Linked DNA regions of Danio rerio: region 2 is linked to region 1. The links are chromatin contacts, called in public Micro-C maps. All regions are on one chromosome and are shown on one strand. Each heading gives the region's core, a stretch centred on a gene start, on an enhancer-like site or on the middle of the called end of the contact. The rest is flanking DNA. Distances are from core to core; before and after follow the strand shown. Region 1 holds the start of uncx4.1 (Unc4.1 homeobox (C. elegans)). Region 2 has its middle 27 kb from the start of micall2b.

What was found. A called contact is a pair of places that touch in the nucleus more often than the background predicts.
Region 2: a Micro-C map of caudal fin shows a contact between it and region 1, with 7 times the contacts expected there. The contact joins the enhancer-like site here to the promoter of uncx4.1 in region 1. A contact is called at or near these places in 11 of 18 Hi-C or Micro-C datasets (caudal fin, embryo, fibroblasts and 3 more) and 3 of 4 datasets of contacts at active chromatin or transcription factors (caudal fin, embryo and gastrula embryo).

Annotation. Positions count from the first base shown.
Region 1 is chr1:10,705,882-10,710,152 of GRCz12tu, reverse strand. It overlaps uncx4.1 (Unc4.1 homeobox (C. elegans)), which reads right to left and starts at 1,663. Exons shown (of 3, transcript NM_001020780.2): 1 at 1,243-1,663; 2 at 386-561. The coding sequence starts at 1,504.
Region 2 is chr1:10,873,672-10,878,018 of GRCz12tu, reverse strand. No RefSeq gene overlaps it. Among named protein-coding and RNA genes, the nearest start is that of micall2b, 27 kb to the left of the region's middle. Within about 2 kb of position 1,773, at least 7 of the 62 cell types and tissues checked have an H3K27ac peak or open chromatin away from gene starts, as enhancers often do. A contact at or near this core is called in caudal fin and gastrula embryo, where this site is marked.

The sequences.
Region 1 (4,271 bases), core at 414-2,913:
AGCATTATTTTGAATATAAATTGTTTATAATAATTCGCTTTAAAAATCGCATTCATACACAACTAAACCAGTAATCAGTTAGCATGAATTAATATCCAAATCAGTTAAATTATCGACCAATGTTTTTAATGATTAAATGACTTTTATATGATTATCATTTACAAAGTAATGTTGTTTTAAATTGTGTATCATGTCATGCACATAGAAAATAATAATTTTGACATTCATCATTTAAAGGCTTTCTATTAAATTCACACTAAACCTATAGGAATCACAAACAGATGAGCATGGCTATTGCTACTCCGTCTAATTAATAATTAGTAGGCCATTATGATAAAGGTCAATGAAAGATTTTGTTGTGACATAAAAACAAACCATCATTTACCTGAACACGTGACTCAACAAGGTCTAGACGTAGCGCGAGCGCCTCGCGCATGAACACGTCCGGATAATGGCTTTCGTTGAAGGCTTTCTCTAGTTCCTCCAGCTGCCAACCCGTAAAATTTGTACGTGTTCGCCTCCTTTTACAACCAGGGCTTTCCTTGTCGGGGTCTCCGCCATCTAGAACCACAAAGTCTTTCAGAACGCGCATGCAAAGATGAACATGCACATAAACATTCTGCTTGAAATTAGCAGAAATTATACATAAGATTTTGTTGGCAAATTATTTAAAGAACGTTAATTTAAAATGAATAACATCCATATGATTATAAAATAAAATGACAATATTTTAAACAAGTGCATTATTTTTCATGTTTAAATTGACCGGTGAAGGGTACTTAAAATATATAGGTCAAATGCAGTATTACTAATGTTAATTTTAAAATACACTCAAATGAAAATGCATTTGATTATTGTTCAAAGTCTTATTTAATTTGACAGGGTTTTAACACGTTTGCATAATGTTTTATGATCTTATTTATGCATTTTAAAATTATAGAACTATAAATATACATAGGGTTGCCCATAACACAAATCAAAGATTTTTAATCCAATGAAAAAAAAATCACCTGTCGTTATCACAGTAACAATAAGACTACAATTTATTTGTCAGTGCATCATTAGACTAAAATCGAGTAAGAGTAAAATCGGCCTACATTCTATTTAACCTGTAAAATCTTCCAATTCAAAAGTGCAAGAACAGAAATATTCCAGATTCTTTTGGCGAGAGGCCTCGCGTAACTATTAAATACTCACAAAAACTGTACACATGCTATACTGAGAAAAAAAGTATTCTCTTACCGCCCAGTTTATATTGACTATCCCCGTTTACACCACAACCAGATCCAAGCAATGGGTTGGAGTTTGCAACAGACCCCGAGCATGATCCGTTAAGTAATCCGTCTATAGAAAAAGGTACAGCGGCCGCCGACTGTAGCTGGTGTCCGGAGATATCGTAAACATGATGATGACCGAGGTGGTAGGGGAAACCCATTCCAACCATGCTTCCCAAAGAGCCTCCAAATTGGGCATGAGGATGCTCGAGGATCCGGCTATCCATCATTGCATCTCGCGTTCGTCTGGCCAAAACAAGCTCCAACTCTTCCCTCAGAACGCATGCAGCAGCCGTGAAGGGACGTGCGGCGTTGACATGCCTTGCGCTCCCGAATTAGGAATAAGGAGACCGAGGCAGGCGTGCGGGCTTATTCGCTCTCTCCTACTTTGTCAACATCAACTCTCCCCTTGTCCAAATAACTAGCTCTCGCGCTAGGGAATTCGCGACCAATAAGAAAGCCTAATCGTCGGTGACGTCAGAGCCACGACACAAACGTTTTCCATATCGATTGCTAATTATACCTGACATCCACCTCAATAAACAATACCAGCGCTGTCACAACACGACATGAGACATCACAACTAGGCGAGGGGGAGGAGAAAGGGGAGGAGGCGAAACCGGCAAATTGATTGATTCCCGACTAAATTCTACATAAACACACAATGGTTCTGTTCCAATTGCTAATTGTTCTGCTCTGACCGCCGCATTTGTTCTGTACAGACACAAAATAACATCCTAACAACCGAAAACGCCAAGTATCCCACATCTGATACTTTTCGAGGAACGTCTGGCTCTCTCTGAATGCGTAAAACGCTGTTCTCCCATTACGCGGAGGCATCGTGCCCTGAATAGAGTGATCCTAGAACGGATGAAGCATCTCCCACCCTGTTGCGAGCTGTCAGGATGAATTTAAAACTACAAGCACCTCAGCCTTTCTAATATCTACACGCGAGCGCGCCTCGAATAGTTTCAACTCATTTCCACAGTTCTGATTACTGTGGCCATGATCTTTGCAGGTGTTATGAAAAAATATATATCTGAAGGTGGAAACAAAAGTGAGCCTGACAGATTATTTGCGAGGGAGGAAAGCTAGATCCGATTGAAATCTTGACATGTCAAGGGTTTTACATTAGTTTTTATGTTTTGTAAAGTTAAAGAACTTACATCTTTGTTATTTCCAGAGAGAGTGTATGGTGTGAGGTCATTTTACAAATAAGTTCAAACCATTTAAAGTGAGATTAGGATTTTTTTAATAGAAAGTTTCTATGTAAATGAGGCATTACATTCGATTAAAATCCACAAATGCACAAGGTTAGATTAGCTCGCACAGGTGCACAGACAAAATATTAAAAGTTTAAACTAAGAGGGACATAATCATTAAATATTTTGTGATTATTTTATAATGGAAGGATTGTAAACTTTTAGGTTTTTTATTTGTAATGTAGTTCATGGCGGTTCACTCCGCTGTGGTGACCCCTGATGAATAAAAGTACAAAGTCAAAGGAAAAAAATGAATAAATGTATTTAGTTCATCTGTAGCATGTCCATTTTTATTTGTTGTTATTTATTTAGCATTGGATTTAGAAAGGAAAGAAGTGAGTGAGCGAGAGAAAGAGAGATGGTTGTGAATACAGGATGGTAATCAATCCCATCCATGTGTAAAGCAAGCACACGGGTCTTTCCCTCTCCCTGCTCTCCTCCTCCATTACTGAGAATTAATTCCACTTTATTTATCCAATTTCTCCAGCTGCCAGAATGTTAATTTGAGTTGAAATTTCTCACCACTCGCCCGCTTGCGCTGACCCTCAGCAGCACCCGGATGGCGTGTAGTAATAACCTAAATCTTTCAACAGAGAGGCACGATAATTGTTACCTTATTAGCATGCAAATTGTTTAATTAATATTATTAAGAAGAAGCATATAATCCGTTCGTCACTTGACCCCGCAGTCTGTTGGCTGGCCGCCTCTCTGCATTTCAATGTGTTCATTTCAAATCAGCACTTTGAGGGGGGAAAAAAGGCCTCTCTTCCAGCACTAGTAGCTTTCAAAGCACACATTCCCTGCGTGAGCGCGCGTTTGATGCTGCTTGGTTTGTATCTCTCTCCTCCACTCTTTATCCCCAAACATTTCATCACATCGCATACAGGAATTATGGAAATCGTTTCATTCTGCCCCTCCTCCGACATCTAAGTTCAATAATTGGCTTCTTGTCGTTTGCTTTTTGAAAACCGCTTCTTGAAAGGGCACCCCTCCAGTTCTGAGCAAGCGGTATCCGCTCGACGTGCGCGCGGCTCCTGGGTAGACAACCCTTGACACGCGGCCCCTGCGAAGCGTTGCAAGGCGCCCGTTGTTTTTAATCCGCCGGAGTGACTGTGTCAGATGCGCGAGCTTTAATTAACTTCATAATAATACGTACCCGAGCCACACGAGAGGCAGGGTTCAGTGCGTTTTCGCCCACTTTTATCACACTTTCGATACTTTCAATCTGTACTAGAAGGCGGTATTATAAAAACAAATGAAGAATCAACACGTGTCAAAATTAAATCATTTTAACGTCTGAATGCCGTATATGGAAATCCACCTAAGGATTTGTACATGCACGTTTATATAATAAATCACAACCCTTACACATTTCTTTTCAGTGTAAAATAAATATTTATGTACACTTTTGAAATAAACTTATTTAAAGAGGTTAAGAGGGGTCGGGTTTATTTGTTAGCTTCTTTATTAAGTGCATAGAAAGTTTAAGATGAAATGGATTGGGCTTTTTATAAATACTCATCTCACCCTGAAGCTTGCTTTTTAAACGTTAATCATAAATAACCATTAGTTCCAATAAAACATTTTAATTAAAAAATCAATATACTACTTTTGAAGGTCTTAATTGCTGAATTAACGTAACGTGAATTCATTTGTAGCTATCATAACTGAGCTGCACATTAGTCGATGTACAGATAATTAGAGTGTGAAACGTAAATTAATTGTTGAAAGTCAT
Region 2 (4,347 bases), core at 524-3,023, 170 kb before region 1:
ATATAAATATGTGTGTGTGTGTGTGTGTGTGTGCGTGTGCGTGTGCGTGTGCGTGTGCGCGTGTGTGTGTGTGTGTGTGTGTGTGTGTGTGTGTGTGTGTGTGTATATATATATATATATATATATATATATATATATATATATATATATATTGTGTGTGTGTATATATATTGTGTGTGTGTGTATAGAGAGAGATTTATTTATATATGTATTTATCTATTTAGAGATTTATTTATTTAGATATTTATGTATTATTTTAGATATTTTTTATTTAATTTGATATTTATTTGCATAGTTAGAGATTTTTAAAATTAGATATTTATTTAGATATTCAGATTTACTTTATTTATTTAGATATTTCTATTAATTTAGATATTTATTTATTTTAGATATTCTTTTAAAGAATTACATAATGCATTATATTTTTATTTTATTTTTTTAATGCATTTTATCCATCCATCCATCCATCCATCCAGTTTCAGTTAAAATGGTTGTATAGGTCAGCGCTAGTGGTGAGTGTGTTGATCCACATGTATTCCGGTGCTCATGGCGACCCGAGTTCGATTCCCACCTCGCGGTCATACGCCGATCCTTCCCCTCACTCTGCTCCCCATACTTTCATGTCAGTACTCTCTACTGTCCTATACAATAAAGGTAAAACCCCCTAAAAAATATTATTACAGAAAATGGTTCTATAGTATAATATCCAAGTTTATATTATATCTAAAATGCAATTCTTTATATAAAAGTATACCAGTAATACAGTAAGAAGTTCAGGATCATAGTTTAAACGACACGTCATTTGAAGTGTTAATATTGAGTTCTATTTCTATTGTGTATATTTAAGGCATCATAACTCCAGCCTTCAGTATCACATGATCTTTCACAAATCATTCTAATATGATTGTTTGCTGCTCAAGAAACATTTAAGTTTTTACTGTCAATTTTGTTTAGTGTAAATTTGTCAATTAAAAAATATAATTATCTATACTTATATTTACTTTAAAAAAAAAGAACTCATACCAAGATCTATGAATATAGCCATTAGAATAACTTTCTATATAATGTTTAAATAATGTGATTCTTGTAACTTATAGTGTAAACTTCTAGAAAAATAATACAGCTGTACTATTGACTCAAAATGCCTTCAAGGCATAGTTCCCCAAAAACTGAAAATTGTCATCATTCACTCACCCTTTACTTGTAGCAAACCTGTTTGACTTCTGTTGAACACAAAAGAAGATACTTTAAAGAAAGCTGAAAACCTGTAACCATGGACTTCCTCAGTATCAGTTTTTCCTACAATGGAAGCCAATGGTTACAGGTTTTCAGCTTTCTTTAAAGTATCTTCTTTAGTGTTTAACCTAATAAAGAAACTCTGAAATCACTTGAGGGTGAGTAAACAATACATTTCAACTTTTGGGTAAACTATCCCTTTAACAACTGAGTCAACACCTTTGAAAAACATCTAGCTGTGCAGAATCCCATAATAACCTTAAGTCCTGGTCTTATTTTGGGGATTCCCTGTGAAAGTCTCTGTACACACTCCTTGTCTGTGTACTCTCTCACCTGGCCGTCTTAATAATGCATGTTAGCATTCGTGCGTCCAGCAGTACGTTGTGGGCTTCTCATGCATACAGATTTATTCCGCTTCTGTCTGTGTTTGGCTTTGTTGCTCGTTGGAGAAATCTGCTACGACACAGATTACAGAGCATGCGAGAGCACAAGAATAGCAATGCTAACATATGCTAATGTATGTGTTGACGCTCTGTCGGCGCTGATACGGCGAGTGGATTACCTGTGTTTCCTTCCATCTGATCCACAAGCGAAGGACGTCCCGCTGGGCTTTACATGCGCCTCTGCTTTTGATATGCATTTATGCTAAGAGTGTTTGTTTGGTGCTGATTCAATTGAGCCATGAATGTCGGTTTGCTCGAGTGATGCTGGATAGTTTGCGCCGATTATTTCGCTTGTAAAAACGAGGATTGTCGTCATTTGCTTACTTTCATTTTGTTCCACGCTTGTTTTTTTCCCTTTGTTGATCAGGGAAAAAAAGATGTTTAGCAGAATGTTAATGCTGCTCTTAAAGTGAACGCATTCTGAAGCTCTACTTTAAAATCTAAGTATTTTTGTAATTATTGAAGAAAGGAATTTTTAATTGATTATACAGTATACACACTTTAAAGTAATACGTAGGCATACTACATATTGGGGAATGTTACTTTTCAAAGTAATGCATTACAATATTAAGTTACTTTCCTAAAAAGTAACTAGTTGCACTACTTGGTTTTTATGGAAAGTAATGCGTTACGTTACTTTTGCGTTACTTTTTCTGACCAGGCTGAAGCTTGATCTTTTTCAGACGTTGCAGGGATTTTTTTAAATAAAGGAGCTCTGCAAATAACAGCACCATATATAACATTTACACCTTTATTTACTTAAAAAAAAAAAACACATTGCAAAATAATAATGTCCATCGCTCTCCACTTTTCGTGCGCGACACCTCTACATCCTCGGGCAAAATGCTGGATCCATTACTCTGATCTGTTCCGGGACCTCGCAATTCACAATTAAGCACTGATTATATTGAACATCATATAGGCTAGAGTAGTTATACTGACACTGTTAAACATTTTTTTGAATGCACAATGTGTTCACTATGAAAGGTAGCCTCACTCTTTTTATTCATCATTTTGCCGCAGCTCCGCTCTTTTTATTTTTTTTTCTTGCAGTCCCGTGAGCAAAATGTAGCCTGCAGGTTAATCATTGTACCCCAAACAGCGGCACCTTTGTGAAAATAAGAGTTAGAATAATTATTATTAATGAATATTACACCTGCTCAATGAAAATCAGATGATTCACTATAATAAATCTGACATAACTTGATCAGAAATTTAAAAAGGGGAGAAAAAGATTGAGCCATCAATAGTAAGTAAAACTGTGGTTATAAGAGTTGCAGATGATAGCGCAGTACTTATTTTTTATTCCAAACACACCAGAAGAACCATTTTGGTCCAGTGGTCAGCACTTTGTGTTATGATGCCACTGACCCAAGTTTAATCCTCATCTGAGTAATTTTTTTTAAGACATATAATACTGTTTGGGTTACTTATATAGGTGTACATTTTTTGTTTGTTTGTTTTTTTTGTATGACCACCGTGGATATCTATAAAGAATTTTGCACAGAATATATATTCAGATATTGCAGGAAAGGACATTGTGACGTTTTAAAGAATACTGTTGGAGATTTAGCTACCCTTTAATGTTCTCATATTTCTGAAAAACATTTGGGCCCAGTTTCACAATCAGGGCTTAGGTTAAGCCAGGACTAGGCCTTAGTTAAATTAGGCTATTTAAGACACATTTATAAAAATGGCCTTAAAAAAACATTACTGGTGTGCACCTGCAGACAAAAAAATGACACTGACTTATTTTAAGACATCTCTCCGCAAGTTTTTTTGAGTTGAGACAGCTCAAACATGCAATTTAATCTTGACTAGCCTTAAACCTTGTTTGTGAAATCGGGGGTTGAAGTTCTAAAGCAGCTGTTTCCTTGAAAAAGACGTGGTAGTGTCATTATAAACTGAATTGGAAATGACTTTATTTTAATGTAGTCAGTCATGAACAGGTGGGCTGGTCTAAGGCTTGAAACTCCAGGGCTGAAAAAGAGTCCCACTCCAGTGTAATCATAACTTTTACAATGTGATATGATCATTTAAATGATGTGCACTGTTTTGGTTTCACTTTCTCTGCCGAGCGCGGCTCATGTCATGGCTGCTGTCACATTGTTCAGTTTGTTCAGTAGTAAACAAACAGTCCGTCAGCTCGTGTGATTTTGCAGCCACGACTGCACTGCATGAAGACAGAAATTAAATTTTGGTAGAATTATACCTTATAAATACAGTTTGTGACACTTAACGCCATTTGGAGGGGTCCTTGTTGCTGAGCAACAAATATAATTCAATGTGAAGACTTGTGGGACTGCCTGTATGCTTCTCTCCTGACTGTGAAAATGTAATTGGCCGAATTGTAGAAAAGCTGAATTAAGATCGTGTTGGGTCGAATCGAGATCACAACATTTTTCCGATTAATCGTGCAGCTCTAGAAGTTTTGCACATTCACAGAAAAAAAGCTTATGTGTCTGCATTGCAAAGGTAGACAAAACCTTCTGAATTAAAGGAAAATGATTTAAGAAAGAACGCTGTGGAAAAAATGCTGGGTTCCACATGATCAATTTGTGTTCGTACAACAGGAAGGAATTAAGTTAGCTTATTCATTTTTACGAATTTAAGTGGATTGAACGTAATTAAGTAATCTCCAAAAAACTCGATTCAAGAATTCACGCTT